Linked DNA regions of Capsicum annuum: region 2 is linked to region 1. Evidence: chromatin contacts called from public Hi-C data. All regions are on one chromosome and are shown on one strand. Each heading gives the region's core, a stretch centred on a gene start, on an enhancer-like site or on the middle of the called end of the contact. The rest is flanking DNA. Distances are from core to core; before and after follow the strand shown.

Evidence for each region. Hi-C and Micro-C count contacts between places; a contact is called where the count stands out from the background.
Region 2: a Hi-C map of leaf shows a contact between it and region 1, with 1.6 times the contacts expected there. The contact joins the promoter of LOC107843341 here to the enhancer-like site in region 1. A contact is called at or near these places in 2 of 5 Hi-C or Micro-C datasets (leaf and placenta).

The regions. Positions count from the first base shown.
Region 1 is chr10:172,251,887-172,259,330 of UCD10Xv1.1, forward strand. LOC107855572 (a long non-coding RNA gene) reads right to left here and starts at 7,151. Exons shown (of 3, transcript XR_001670289.2): 1 at 6,718-7,151; 2 at 4,497-6,593; 3 at 3,291-3,686. It also overlaps the pseudogene LOC107855570. Within about 2 kb of position 2,740, at least 1 of the 5 cell types and tissues checked has an H3K27ac peak or open chromatin away from gene starts, as enhancers often do. A contact at or near this core is called in leaf, where this site is marked.
Region 2 is chr10:172,320,548-172,327,991 of UCD10Xv1.1, forward strand. LOC107843341 reads left to right here and starts at 3,190. Exons shown (of 1, transcript XM_016687580.2): 1 at 3,190-5,736. The coding sequence starts at 4,071. The coding sequence ends at 5,576.

The sequences.
Region 1 (7,444 bases), core at 1,490-3,989:
GAGTATAGAGAATATAAATTTAAAAGAAGAGAGGGAGTGTAGATTATAAGTTCTATATTCTTAAGAGGAGAGGGAATATCAATATCTGTCCAAAAATGTGAAGGAAAGTCCTCCTTTTATAGAAAATAGAAAATCAATAAATAAGGAACGAAAATAAGTTAAGAGATAATCAGGGCAATCTCATTCCTTAATTAATGTAATCAAATCATAACTAAAATAATTAGATCACATTTTTCTATAAATAAAAAAATAGAAAAGTATATGTGTTGAGTTAAAAAAAAGCAAATAAATAAAAAATAAAACATTAACAACTAGTAGTTACCATATATAATTGGATACTAGCAGAATCACAATTAAAAATATAATCAAAGTTTATCACCATACTGAAATTATTTCAACAAGTAAACACTATCAAAAATTAGTCGAATCAATTTGAAAGTGTGTGAATATAATTGAGTAATTATCCAAAATTAAGCTCCGCCCAAATAACCAAATTGATTAACGGCCAATTATATTAAGACACCAATTAATCACAACTTTGTCGAATAACAGCGGGATAATAATTGCAGACAATAAAATTGCAACACACCAGTCAGAACAATCAATGTTTTTCGGAGATTGAACAAACTTAGTATCTAATTCGAAAGTTAAACATCAGATTCGTTGATTCACATCATATTATTGATTCATCAAACTTCGTACAGAAAAATGATAAAGCAGGGTAAAAGAAAGTTTTATTATGGTGAGACCAAACTCATTAAATAAGCGCCTACGTATCCATAGGGGAATCAGGTCGATCGTAGTTCAAATTACATAAGCATGGAAAACATAAAAGGAAACTGCAAATTGTAAAACATGAAGGAATTTTAAACGTTTAGACGTTGAGAGTAGAATCAATATGATCTTCTTCACCAATGTCAACAAGTGTCAGTCAAGCTTGAGAAATCAATCAGCATCAAGAGTTGACCCCGTCACGTTTATCACTTTGGTATCAATCAGCTTTTGAATCATGTTCTTTAAGGCAAAAAATGCCCTGGTAGGATGTCCTCTCATCCCAGAATGATAGGCACAAATTTGGTCAGGGCAATACCGCCTAGACTTAGTATCAGCAGGTACAGCAGCAATGGGTGTAATGTAACCCATTTTTTTGAGTCGTTCATACACTTGATCAATGGGTTCACCTAGAGGAGTGTATTATTTTGGTGGATTTTTTTGGAGCTCATGTTGAGGTTTAGTGGATTGGACAGATTGTTGATTTGTTGGTGGATTTTAGTAAGACATTGGAAGGTAGTGTGATATTGGTGCAACAAACAGATATGGGAACCAAAAGGTCTGTGGAGGTGGTGTTGTAAAGGATTGGGGATAATAGGCTTGGACGTAATTAGATGTTGGAATGATTTTCGGAGATGGGTACCATATTAGTTGAGGTTGGGGTATGCTTACTTCAAGTTTTATGGGTTTTGATGTCTCATCGACGATCGTCTTTCCCCTATTTAAATTGGTCTCGACTGAATCAGTCTCAACTATGAGCTTTCTCTTTAGCTTGTTGTCAAATTGCCTAATAAAGTCAATTGTCAAATGGTCCCAAGAGATCCACTTACTAGTATCTTTTTTGGCGTACCACATCAATGTAGGACCAGTAAGTGAACTGACGAAGATCTTCTTCTTGAGACCATCGCTTTGTCCTATAACTTCTAGTTCGTCAATGTATGCCTTCAAATAGGAATGAGGGTTTCCTGGCCCATCATATAATGGAAAGTTCAAGTACTCAATTATATCCCTATCTTTAGGGGTGTTCATGGGTCGTTTTGGATCGGTTAGTGGTTAAAACCATAACCAAAACCAATTTAGTTGATTTTTAAATTTCTAAAACCTCACCACAGAAAGAAAATAACCATCGGTTTGGTTTGGTTTTTCGGTTTTTTGGTTATTGACTAGTCTACTCCAACCATCTCTAGAATAAAACCAGGGTGATAGGATGACCAAAAGGTTAATAATAACATTTTTGTTTGTACTTTAGACTGAAGAAAGATTTGAAAAATACTCCATGACAAGTTCATTTTGATGTTTGATTTAAGTAAGCAATGTCATTCTAATCAATGTCCAAATTGTAGCTCTACTCAAAGTAATCAAATATTTAAAAAGTGTCAGAAGCACAAACACAAGAAGAGGAGCAAAAGCTTAAAACAGATACTACCTGCAGCTCAAGAAATAAAAGTCCTGGATGAAGGATCTTAAACTCAAACCATTATCTTTGAAGATCTTATAAACACACTCTCAACAACCTTACTCATACTTGAAATGGTTTCCAGTGTAGCCGGGTAAATCTCATCTCACTTAGGACCCTCAAAAATTACAAGGCATCCAGCACCCTGATCTAGTGTCCCTGGAAACTTCTTATCTAATATCATTTGATATAACTTTTTCACAACATGGTCAGCTAGAACCTCAATCAACTCAGCAATATTAGCAATATCGACCCTTGAGAAAGGCTCGATCAACCTGCAGAGATTCTACTCTCTTGAAGTGTCGTAGACTGAAGAGAGGTGGCACTGGACAATAGGATCTTCATTAGATGAGACTTAAAGTTGCGAAAACCAATCTCAAAGAGTTTCAAAGATCGCCCGGAGTAAGCATCGGCAACATCTTTCATAGCATCAAGTTCTAGCTGCAGATGTTCTAATCCACGCGAAGATATTATTCCTACAACATCATCAGCCTGGCTGACCATGATTCTGCATAGCAACATATACTTGAGACTGTATATGGCTTTGGCTTTGTCCTTGGCACCAGGATCTTTCTTTGATGAAGTATCCTTGGGATCACGAGAAAGGGCATTAAATGTCTCAAATGCCTCATAGAAATAGCTATAAGTAACTTTATAATCTTTTTCTTCTGCATGAAGTCTCCCACTCTGCAAATCAATTTCACTTTGCTTATCTGGAAGGATATATAAAGCATTAGCTGTTGTTCGAGCAGCTGTAAGTACAGCCTTAGCTTTGGCAAGATTCCTCAAAGAAAAATGAAGCTTGCTCTCCAGTAAGTCAATCTAAATAAGAAGCAGCTTGTCATCCAACTGGTAACTGAAAGTTAGGAAACTTTCGGTTATCAGCAATTATTGAGTATATTACATCAAACCAGTTCAAGGGCACAAAGATATGGAACATAGAAGAACAACAAAAAATGAACCACAGCAGTAAGTACCCAAAAGCTACAAAACAAGTCAAATACAGTAAGGAACTCAACAAAAAAAACCATTTCAGCACAGTGGATTTACTCAGATCATATCAAAAGAACCATAACAAGAACGAAACCAGAATCAGCATTCATACTAATCGATGTATCACATCACCAAAACTATTATACCAGTATTTACAGAACATGATAAGATCCTTGAAAAAACATCTACTGATAAACATTCCAGGCACAAACAAAAAATGCTAGTTAGGTACCTAAAGGCTAAAACCATACACGGGAAACCAAAAAGAGATTTTTCATTAATCAATATTGCGTTCAGCTTAAGCTCGTTCTCCACAAATACGCCTTGCAAGTTGGATATCCTTGGGCATTATGGTGACTCTCTTAGCATGGATGGCACACAAGTTGTCCTCAAAGAAACCAACTAAATACGCTTCAACAGCTTCTTAGAGCGCAAGCACAGCATGACTTTGAAACCTTCGATCTTTCTGTTTCATAACCACAAAGAAAGAAATGTTACTATCAATCAAACTAACTATTATTTCAAGCAAACAAAAAGATACACCCTTTGTTTCATCTTCTGTAAGGGTTATTCACCTGGCACCAATTATCTATAAGGACATTGAATAATAAAGCAGTGTTAAAAGAGAGTACACACATCATACGAAAGTTAAAGTGTGAATAATCTAGTGAATTTATATACTTGAAAATTGTATAGAGAAATAATGGTATGCAACAATTTTTTTAACGCACAAAATAGTGTCAGATAGTTTGAAAACATCCAAATAGATATGATAACATCAATTAGAATAAGGAAACAAATAAATGATACTCTAATTATCACAAGTTTCACATTTACCATAACTGATTGGCAAGATAACCTGAAACAAAAGAACACCTGAATCCAAAATCCAAAAAACTAGCACCTAAATTGCTATCACTTTTAAGCAAAACAACAGCTGAATTCCAGTAAAAACTTTAGCTAAAATCATCCAAAAATTGTAGTCACTTTTCAGCAAAAAATAGCAACTAAATTTCAGAAAAACGACCAGCTAACTTCCACCATATTCTTTAGCTTGAGCTCCAAACTAAGCAATGCTTAAAGTAGAGTCTGAATATTCAGAAAAAAAAATTATCATATTCTCATTAAATGTCCATGAACATGAATATGATCTAACTTTTTTTCTAAAAAAAGAGACAATGAGGAGATAAGTAAAGATTTTTATTATGGGGTCAAATTTAAAGATCAAAAAATTAGAAACGGGAAGAAGAAATCAGTAAGTTGTAGAAGTTAGTACCTTTTTCAATTGTTTCAAGATTTTGAATTTCTTCTAAAAGATCTTCAAGCTTGCACTCTTTAGATGTTTAACATAATCATTGTTGACCACAAATAAGAGCGTCCGCAGTATTTGCTAACAAAGAACTCCGATAACAATCAAGAACTCGACCACTGGTGCCAAAAACTGATTCTAAAGCAACAGTAGATGTAGGAATAGCAAGCACATCCCTTTCAATTCGAGAGACAATTGGATATCTTTCTGATGAAGCTTTCCACCGATTCAAAATGTTGAAATCCTTAATTTTTTCCCTCATCACCCTTCAAATACTTTTCAAGATCAGATTTATCATCAACATTAGACTCTTTTTCAAGGTATTTCTCCCATTGTGATTGCCACACATCAGAACTACCAACTGCATCAATTTCACTAATCACACTAGTTTGATCTCCAATATTTTCACAAGAAATTCCATAAATAGAACTCTTGTAATAAGCATACAAGCTGGTTAAAGTATCTTGTACTTTATCACACTTTTTACATCCCTCCACTAGATTATAATATTTCGTAAAAAGAAACTCAAAATACTTCATTTTGTAGCGAGGATCCAACACAACAGCAACAAACAACAACATATTCGTATCACTAAAATCACCCCAATATTTATCAAACTTCACTTTCATCTTCTTATCCATATCAGTTAAAATAGAATCACCACTCTTTGAATAGTTAACAATTATGCTCTAAAGATTAAAAAGTTCATGAAAGAAAGTATTTATAGTAACTTGCAAAGGACTGGAAAACTTCAAAGTGGTTTGATAGAAAATCTCCAAAAACTTGAGAAAGACATTCACATCTTTCCAATCTTTCGAAGATGGATGTTCTATCTTTCCATTCAAGTCAAGACAATATTTCAAGTACTTATGATCATCAACATACATTCTTGAAAATGCCTTTTCAAATTTGGCAGTAGTATTAAACATCAAATATGTAAAGTTCCACCTTATTTCAACATTTAAACTCAAAAGTCCATTGGTGTCAAGTTTAACCTTCTCAACATATGACTTGAAAGAAGCAGTTATTGCACAAGAAGATTTAACATATTTCACAACATTTCTTACCCGAGAAATGGACTTATTTTTCTCACTCAATCCTTCTTTTATAATCAAGTTTAGGATGTGAGCATTGCACCGAACATGTAGAAAAATATTTTTCATGATAACACCTTTTCAATCACAAATTTTTCCTTTCAAGTGTGTGATTGCTGCATCATTAGCCGATGCATTATCAAGTGTCACTGTAAATAGATTTTTAATTCCCCAATCTGACAAACAAGATTCAATAGCAAACGCAATAGTGTGATCTGGAACTTGAAAAAAAATTTCAAAAAAATTGTAACTTCCAGTCATTGTCAATCCAATGGGCAGTGATGACCACATACGTAAAATTTTGAAGTGAAGTCCACGTATCACTAGTAATACAAACACGATGTCCTTTAATAACCCTTTTAAGCTTTGGTTTCTCTTCTTGATAAATTCTTAAACACTGTCGAGCAACTGTAATACGAGAAGGCAAATTATAATTAGGCAAAATAAGCGACATTAATCTCTTAAAGCCTTCGCCCTCAATGACTCTAAAAGGTTGTTCATCAATTATAATAAACTCAGCAATAGCTCTCCTAACTTCAGCGACATTATAAATAACCTTCTCCAAACTTGGTTGCCCCCCTCCTTTAATTATTTTGAGAGTTGTTTGCTTTCTATCAATGGACTTAAAAGGTATTTCAAACACTTAGTAAGCAAATGTCCCCAAAGATTAGAAGTTCCATTCTTACTAACGCAAGAAAAGTCTTTGAAGTAATACTTACATTTTGCCATTAACTCTCACTTTATTAATAATTTCTAAATAATGATCCCAAACTTCTGATGTTTTTCTCCTGTCGAGGCTAGAATCTTAAAGACACGGAGTTATTCTTTTCTATTTTTTTGAAGGATTGCCTACTGAAGTAAGATTTGAAACACTGTCATGTTCTTGAGTTGCATAAGATGCTGATGTAGTTGGAGTTCCTTCTACTTGAGGTTGAGCCCCCAAATCTTCAACATCTAAGGTCGTTTTCATCTGAAATTCAGACAGAAGAAAAAATCATTTAAAAAAACTAATTGCATGTCATGCACTCCTCTAAATTCTTGTATAAAATTAAAAGTAGCTAAGGTAGCTAGAATAAAAAAAAACTAAAAATTACCTTCCCAAATTTTAATAATCTTTTATTCAAAGTTTTCACTTCCCAATCTTCAATCGTTATTTTTACTTTTCCTTGTGAGATGAAAAACTAAAAAGAAATTTTTTTTTATGTATGCCAGAAGCTGCGGCTGCCTTTTGATTTCAATGAAGAACAAAAGAAGCAGCAGATGTACTACGGTCTATTATTGTGAAAGCTAAAGTAAAAAAGGTGAGGTAGGGTGAACTTATTACTATTAGTAACAGTAGGTAGAGTTGGGCTTGGGTTGGGGCTTTGGGCAATTGGGCTAAAGTATTGGTTGGCTTTGGCTAGACATAGATTAAAATTTAGTTTAAGATTAAATTTAATAAAATATTTATATTTTATTTATAAATTATATATAAATAATTATAATATATATTTAAAAAATTTATTGGTTCGGTTTGGTTATTTTAACGGGTCTTTTTAAATAAAACCATAACCAAACCAAATAGCATCGGTTTTTTAAAATTTTAAACCAAAACTAACTAAACCAAACCAAACGTCGATTTTTTTAATCAGTTTGGTTTGGTTTACGATTTAGTTTGGTTTTTAACCAAACCCATGAACACCCCTACATATTTTCTTCCTTAGCTTTGGGCGACTTATTCATCTCAGGCTGTTGAGATGACCCTGCCTTATGCTTAGGAATTTGTCCTTCCATTTCCTTCCCCTTGCCCATAGTTGTCAACCCATCGAGTGTTTTCTGCAA
Region 2 (7,444 bases), core at 1,940-4,439, 69 kb after region 1:
GTTTTGACTGAAAAATGATAAAAAATATGATTGAGGGTGACTCCTTATATATCATGATTATAAATAGGATGTCAATGAATTTGGTGGAACTGTCAGTAACTCATTTGTCAAAATTAATTTACTAGACAAAATATATTTAAGACTTGGTGAAATTATTGTATTTTTATGTGATGACAGTCTTGATATTGAAGTATGAAAATGAATATTGTTCAAGCATTTACAAGTACTCTTAAGGTTCAAACATATCTCATAAAATACATATTCATCAAATTTTGTAAAAGTTATAAAGAATGATGAGTTACCAGTCACTATATTATTGTCAATCTTGTAAATTTAAAATTTATCGATTATCATTTTAAGCATAGAATATGACAACAATATTAAAGTGTTTGCTAATAAAAAATAAATTATGATTAAAAATTCTATGATAAAGTAATAATTTTATTAAGTTGTTGTCATTTATCAATCTTTGTCATTGCTAATAAAAGTTATTGGTATTCTTTACTCTCTTTTAATTACAACAATAACATACTCAGTGTATTTCCATTAAATTGGGTCTAGGGGTAAAGTGTATGCAGTTCATACCACTACCTTAGATGAAGTAGAGAGGTTGTTTCCAATAAACCCCCAGCTCAGGATAGATAATAGTATAACAAACAAAAAACATAAAAGCAAACAACAAAAAGGAATATCACACCGCTATATAATAAAGGGAACAAGACACCCACAAATAAATACTATAAAGTAGTTATTCAAAATCATAGACATCACTAAAATATTACGAACAAGAGGCTGAGGCTAGGAGGGAATTATTATATAATGAACCCGGTGCAAGCACAGTCGCAGATACAAATAAAGCACTCATCCCTACTATTACAGACATACTTCTACCTACCAACTCTCTACCCTAATCTGCATCCTCCACATCTACCTATCAAGGTTCATGTCCTCTGAAAGTTGTTGCCGTTTCATGTCATGCCTAATCACCTTCCTCTAATATTTCTTTGACCTACCACTATCCCATCAAGAATCTTTCATCGCTAGCCTCTCAAACCTCCGTACTAGAGAATCTGTGTCCTTCTTCATCACATGCTTGAACCATCGCAACCTCACTTCCCGCATCTCGTCCTCCACTAAATCCACTCTCATCATCTTCCGAATAATCTCATTTTTAATTATATTCCTCCTAATAAGTCCACATATCCATAGCAACATCCTCATCTCCGCCACCTTCCAACTTTTTTATGTGAGAGTTCTTAACTGGCCAGTACTTTACTCCTGTAAGACCCTGCAAAATTCTAAGATTAACTCAGTCCGTTAAAGCATGAAAAGAGGTCGCAGACTTAGAAATTTCAGCCAAGTATTTACACTTAGAATTTATTCTAGCTTTCATAAGTTGAAAATCTTATTTCACAACTTTCCCGACCTTTAAATATCGATCTTTAAGTTGATTCATGATCAGTATGTCAATAGGGGTTTCCAAACAAGTTTCAAATTTTTCGAACCTCATTTAGACCTTTTTTGGAATCCCAAAATAGTGAGTCGACACAATGTTGGCACGTCGTATCGCCAATCGCGTCGATAGATAAAATGTTCCTCATCTTAAGGCAAATTCAAGTGAGCCAACGCGATATCGGTGCATCATCGGATATCACGTTGGTAGGTACCCTTGACGCGTCGTGTAGTCTATAGCGTCGCTGGGCACATTTTCAATCTTTTAAACCCGCGTTCAGAGGGGTATTAGGGTCATTTTTCTACCCCTATTTAGCCTAAAAACATGGGATTCATCCCTAATTCAATGATGTTGAAAAGACAAGGTTCCTTGTTTTAAGGAAAAGTGGTTGTCAAGTCTTGAAAAGGTGATGTTGGTAAGTTTTCTCAGAAACAATTTTTGACTTTGTTTTTATAACCCTTTTGGATCTAGTAATCTTTAGAGAAGTTAAGACGTAGGATGAAGAGAAGTTTAAGATGAACACAACATCAACACCTTCAAGAACATAACAACAATACACCACAATAATCACTCCAACGTCCCAACACAAGACAAACTGACGGCCACTTCAAGTAACTTTAGATTTAGACACTTTTTTGTGTTGATGAGGAAGAAACCAACACAAGAAACAAACTAAACAAGTAAAATCTTTTGTAGATCTACAACCAATTTCCGACAAAAATGTTCAAGAAAACACTTTTTGGTAAGAGCTTCCCAAGATTGATTTTGTAAGAACAAAACCTAGCCTTGAGCTTTGATACCAAGTGATACAAGATTAAGTGTGTATCAAGAACAACAAATAACAACAATGTTAGTGAATCGAAAGAGCCTCACACGACTTCACTAGACTTTTAGATTCAACAAGGCAATGTTAACAAGATTTACCAAAAAAGAGATAGAAGCTTGACATATAATATTCATTGATCTAAGAACCCTAACAAGAGAAAGGACCCTAAGACTAATGAATATCAATACCAAGTTCTTACTTGGACCAAGAGGAACTCAAAGCACCCCAAGAACCTAGTTTCTAGCCAAGATACAACACTAGTATAACTCTATTAGTGAGAATCGATTTTGAGCCGCTCCAAATGAGAAAGAGAAGTCAAAATATTACAAGTCTTGTTGTCTTCTATGATATGAGTCAACTAAAAAAAGACTAGCCCTATTACATGGCTTATATAGTCAATTCAAAGGAGGACAAAGACCAAAATATCCTTGGCATTTAAGTGGGTAGGTTTGGGGTGTCTTGGTGGGCCTCTTCACACTTTAATAAGTATAGGCCTTTAGATGGGCTCACAAGGGCCTCACACACGGCCAAGGATGTGAACAAGACTTGGAGTCATTGCAACTCACGTGCTTGGCTTCGTGTGAAAGATCTCGAGCTAGAAATTTCCGTATCACTTATTCCATCACTATGATATAAATGGTAAGATAAGTTATCTCGGAATTAATTAATACCTGCAATCAAACATGAGATAAAATAATTTTTCATTTTATCCAAGATTACTTATTTCTTATATCTCACACCAAACGACCGAGTATAGTCCGAACATTTCAACACTTCGTTTCTGACATGCTATAGTTTGTGTAAAAAAAAATTTAAAAAATAAAAAAGCGTAGAAAACATCAAATGGTACAAGCAACTCACTAAACACCAACCCTAATTAATACTTATCAAAACAAAAAACTACCAAAACAAAAAATGCTTATCAAAATCCTCGTTACTCTCAGCCTTAACCGCCCCCACCCCACACTTTTTTAATTATCTGTCCAAAAAAGCACCGTCACCGTTTTCACTAACGGTGACAACTGTTGTTCTCTTGTATCATCATTCACGGTGTTATTTAGTACAGCCTATTTCTGTTTACCCCACACAAACAAACGCCTTCCTATAATTTTTCTGTGTGTCCACCTTTTAATTGTCCTCCTCAATATTTCTTGTGTGTTTCTTGACTTGTTCACTATTTTTTTTCTCTTTTGTTCTTCATTTTCACATGTGTATTAAGTAAAAGAAATCCTCAAATTAATAGAAAAAAATTGAAGGATGAGGATGGTAAGGGCCATTGATTGTTCAGAGTGTCCTAGTGTCTGTGGGTTCTTGGTTGTTGAAGCTTATCCTAAAAGGTACTCTTCCAAGATCCCTTCTGATTTAGTCCTTTTTTTGGGTCTTGGTTTCATTGATTGGTAATCCAATTATACATTCAATAAATACACAAGTTATATTATATAGTGGAAAAAAAAATAAAGAGTTTTTATGTATGATTTTGGTGAATAAAGATTATGGGTTTTTCAAGATTCTTTGGGGGTCTAGTTTTTCTTGATTTTTCTTCTGACTTTTGACTATTTTGGTATTTGGGTTTTTGAGGGTTTTTGTAGTTATGTGATGAATAAGTAAAAAAGGGTTTTGATGGTGGTGTGAATGTTGTTGTTTTTGTTGTTGTTGGGAGTAGGAAAATGGATGTGTTGTTTTTTGTAAAGATTGATTTTTTTCCAAGAAAGTTGTTGCTTTGGGTAATTAAGAATTGGAGCTAGCATTTAGCAAATAGAGTTGTTTCCTAAGGGAGATAAAATTTGTGAAATGGTAGATACACTTCTTACAACATTGTCAATGGAGAATCATCATCACCCTTTAACACTCTTGTCAATGGATTCAAGTGCTTCTTCTTCACATGAGGAATTAGACCTTGAGATGAATCGCCAAGTTGTTATAACGCGTCCCCCTGATATTAATTTGCCCTTATCAGCTGAGCGTAGCTCGCCTCCTCAACCGTGGAATGATATTCTTGATGTTGGGCTAGGGACACAGATCTATGAGAGTGAAACTTTTCTTAGTGTGCCTAAAGTAGGGAGGAAATGTGTAAAGCGTGTAGATAGTATCTGGGGCGCGTGGTTTTTCTTTAGTTTCTACTTTAAGCCTGTTTTAAGTGAGAAATCTAAGGCTAAGATGATCCGCGATAGTAATGGAATCTCGGGGTTTGATAAATCTGATCTCCAACTCGATGTTTTTATGGTTCAACATGATATGGAGAATATGTATATGTGGGTGTTCAAGGATAGACCTGAGAATGCATTGGGTAAGATGCAGCTACGGAGTTACATGAATGGCCATTCTCGACAAGGAGAACGTCCATTTCCCTTTAGCGCTGATAGGGGTTTCATTCGATCACATAGGATGCAAAGGAAGCATTACAGAGGCTTATCGAATCCTCAATGTGTTCATGGGATTGAGGTTGTGTCATCTCCCAATCTCATGGTTCTTGATGAAGAGGAGCGCAAAAGATGGAAGGAACTCACTGGTAGGGATGTGAACTTCACTATCCCACCGGAAGCTAGTGATTTCAGTTCATGGAGAAACCTCCCCAACACCGAATTTGAGCTTGAGAGGCCACCTCCGCCAATAAAGAGTAATCCACATTCCAACTCAAAGAAACTGCTTAATGGTTCAGGACTTAATTTGTCAACTCAGCCATCCAATCATACCAATGGAGATGCAATGGATCTATTACCTGTCAACGGCAAAAGGAAAAAGGACTTCTTCTCAAATGGAACTGAAGAGGATTGTCATCTGCAAGTCAATCCTCCTTCCTTGCAAATTCCGGACCTTGAAATTCACTCAAATGAACGACATTGGTTAAATGAATTTAGTGGGGTGATGAGGGATACTTATGGTCCTGTTACAGCTGCGAAAAGTATATATGAAGATGAAGAAGGTTATTTGATCGTAATCAGCTTGCCCTTTGTTGATCTTCAAAGAGTGAAAGTTTCATGGCGGAACATGGTCACACGTGGGATAATCAAGGTGTCTTGTTTGAGCACATCTCGGAACCCATTCATCAAGAGATTCAATAGGACTTTCAAGCTTCAAGTTTCATCCTCAGAACACTGCCTTCCAGGAGAGTTCGTCAGAGAAATTCCTCTTCCAACCAGAATTCCTGAAGATGCTAAAATTGAAGCATATTATGATGAAACAGGGACGGGGCTCGAGATCATGGTGCCAAAAGTTCGCGAGGGGCCAGAAGAAGAACACGAAGTTCGGGTTTGTCTCCGTCCTCACCTTGTAGGAAATGACCTCATGTTGACCTAGACAGACGCATACTGGGGGAATGCATGGGTGGTTGTTAGGGCTGGTGCTTCGTTCAGCACTTTGTATTATCTATGTAGTGTGGTTTTATGAAAAACACTAAATGTTGTGGTTGGCAGTTGTCATCTTAACTAGTTTTTATTGCAAGTGTTTTTCTGTGAAATTTCACCCGTTGGTTTATTAGCATAGTCATTGATATCGTGTTCATCTGTTAATTTCATAGCTTTTCATGCTTAACATAGCAATTCGGTTAGCTAACATAAAGAAGTATCTGGTTTTATGACTTCTTTTTATTGTGAAAGTTTGGGTTTCTTGGGATGGTTGATCCTCTACTTTAGTCCGAGATCTCGGTTTGAGCCCATTTTAATGGGCCTTAAGTGACAATCTCTCGGTTTGAGCCCATTTTAATGTGCCTTAAGTGACACGAATTCGGATCAATCTTGAAGTGTGCAATAGAAAGGACAAAAATGAGTTAGCAAAGTTGGAAGTGTGCAATTGATTGACTATTGAATGTGATTGTGCTCTATATGAATCTATTGTATTGTGAATTTTCCAAATCAAACCAAGGCCACAGAAACAGAGAGGTAAATAAGGCTGCCACACAACATATATCCTCGAGGCATATGCATCTAACCTGCAAGCTATTGATATTTTCATTCCTTAGCCCTATTTGTTTTCATTGTAGTATCTATTCTTTAGCATCAACTTATCAAGAAGGCAATTTTTACCAAACCACCTCCTATTCCAAGCCAAAAATAACCTCACTTGGCAGTATGGGCAAAAACAGAAGGAAGTTTTTGCCTATCTGTCTGAGCTTTGATAGATAGGTAGAGTTATCTGGCACTTGTATTGGAGGGAGGTAGAAGGTGCCATGCGAAAATTAGTTGAGGGTGGACAACAGATGATAAGAAACAAAAACTAAAAAAAACTCACTTGAACACTTTAAAAGAAACTATGTTCTGCGTTAAGGACCACAAGTCCACATCGTGAGAGTCTCGAGATGTGCCATGCAAATTTAAGGGACTTGGTATAGATGAAACATGTGGTGTGGACTTTGCGCTTTCTTTTAGAAAAATGCATATTTTACCTAACTAATAGTATTTCAAAAAATCTTGAAAATAATTTGGAGAATTAATATAATGTGGACAATAGTTCAGTACATTTCTTATCCTTTCTTGCAAATTGCTAATGGGAAGTACGAGGTTACACTTTTTGAGGTCAAGATTGGCAGGTGCTTAATCCCAATTTTTATTTTAAAGTCTTCCACCCAAAATTTACATCGCATAGGGAGGCAACTATCTTCGCCTTGCGTTATCGTGTTACTATCTTTGACTTCAACTTCTCTTGGGTTACTCTTAAACTTACGTGTTCAAGAAGACAATTTTCAGTAAACTACTACTTCCTCTCAACTTTCAACGACACCAAATCCATCAACCACTAACCTAAAAAATATTGACACTTTCTTAGGTTCCTTAATTGGCTTTGGGGCATTTGGGCTCCTTCAATGATACAACATTAAGGAATCTCTCTTGGACACCTACTAGAGGACGGGACTTATCTTATATTTTATGGACCACAAGTCCACATCATAAGAACCAATAACTCCATGCCACGTATATAAGTGGACATGATAAAGATACCAAATGATCAACAATCTAGTTTTTGATAAGTCTATTGTTGAGAAGAGTTGATGAAGACATGATTATTATTTTGCTAACTAATTATTCCGTCTTGGATACCTAATGGGACTTCTTCAATGATAGAGTTCTTTAATATGATTTCATTTTACAACATTTGTTATCGATTACTGATGTCGAAGAGGTGGAGAAACCTTCTAACATAACCTGGCTTTTCAGATTTGGGATTATTGT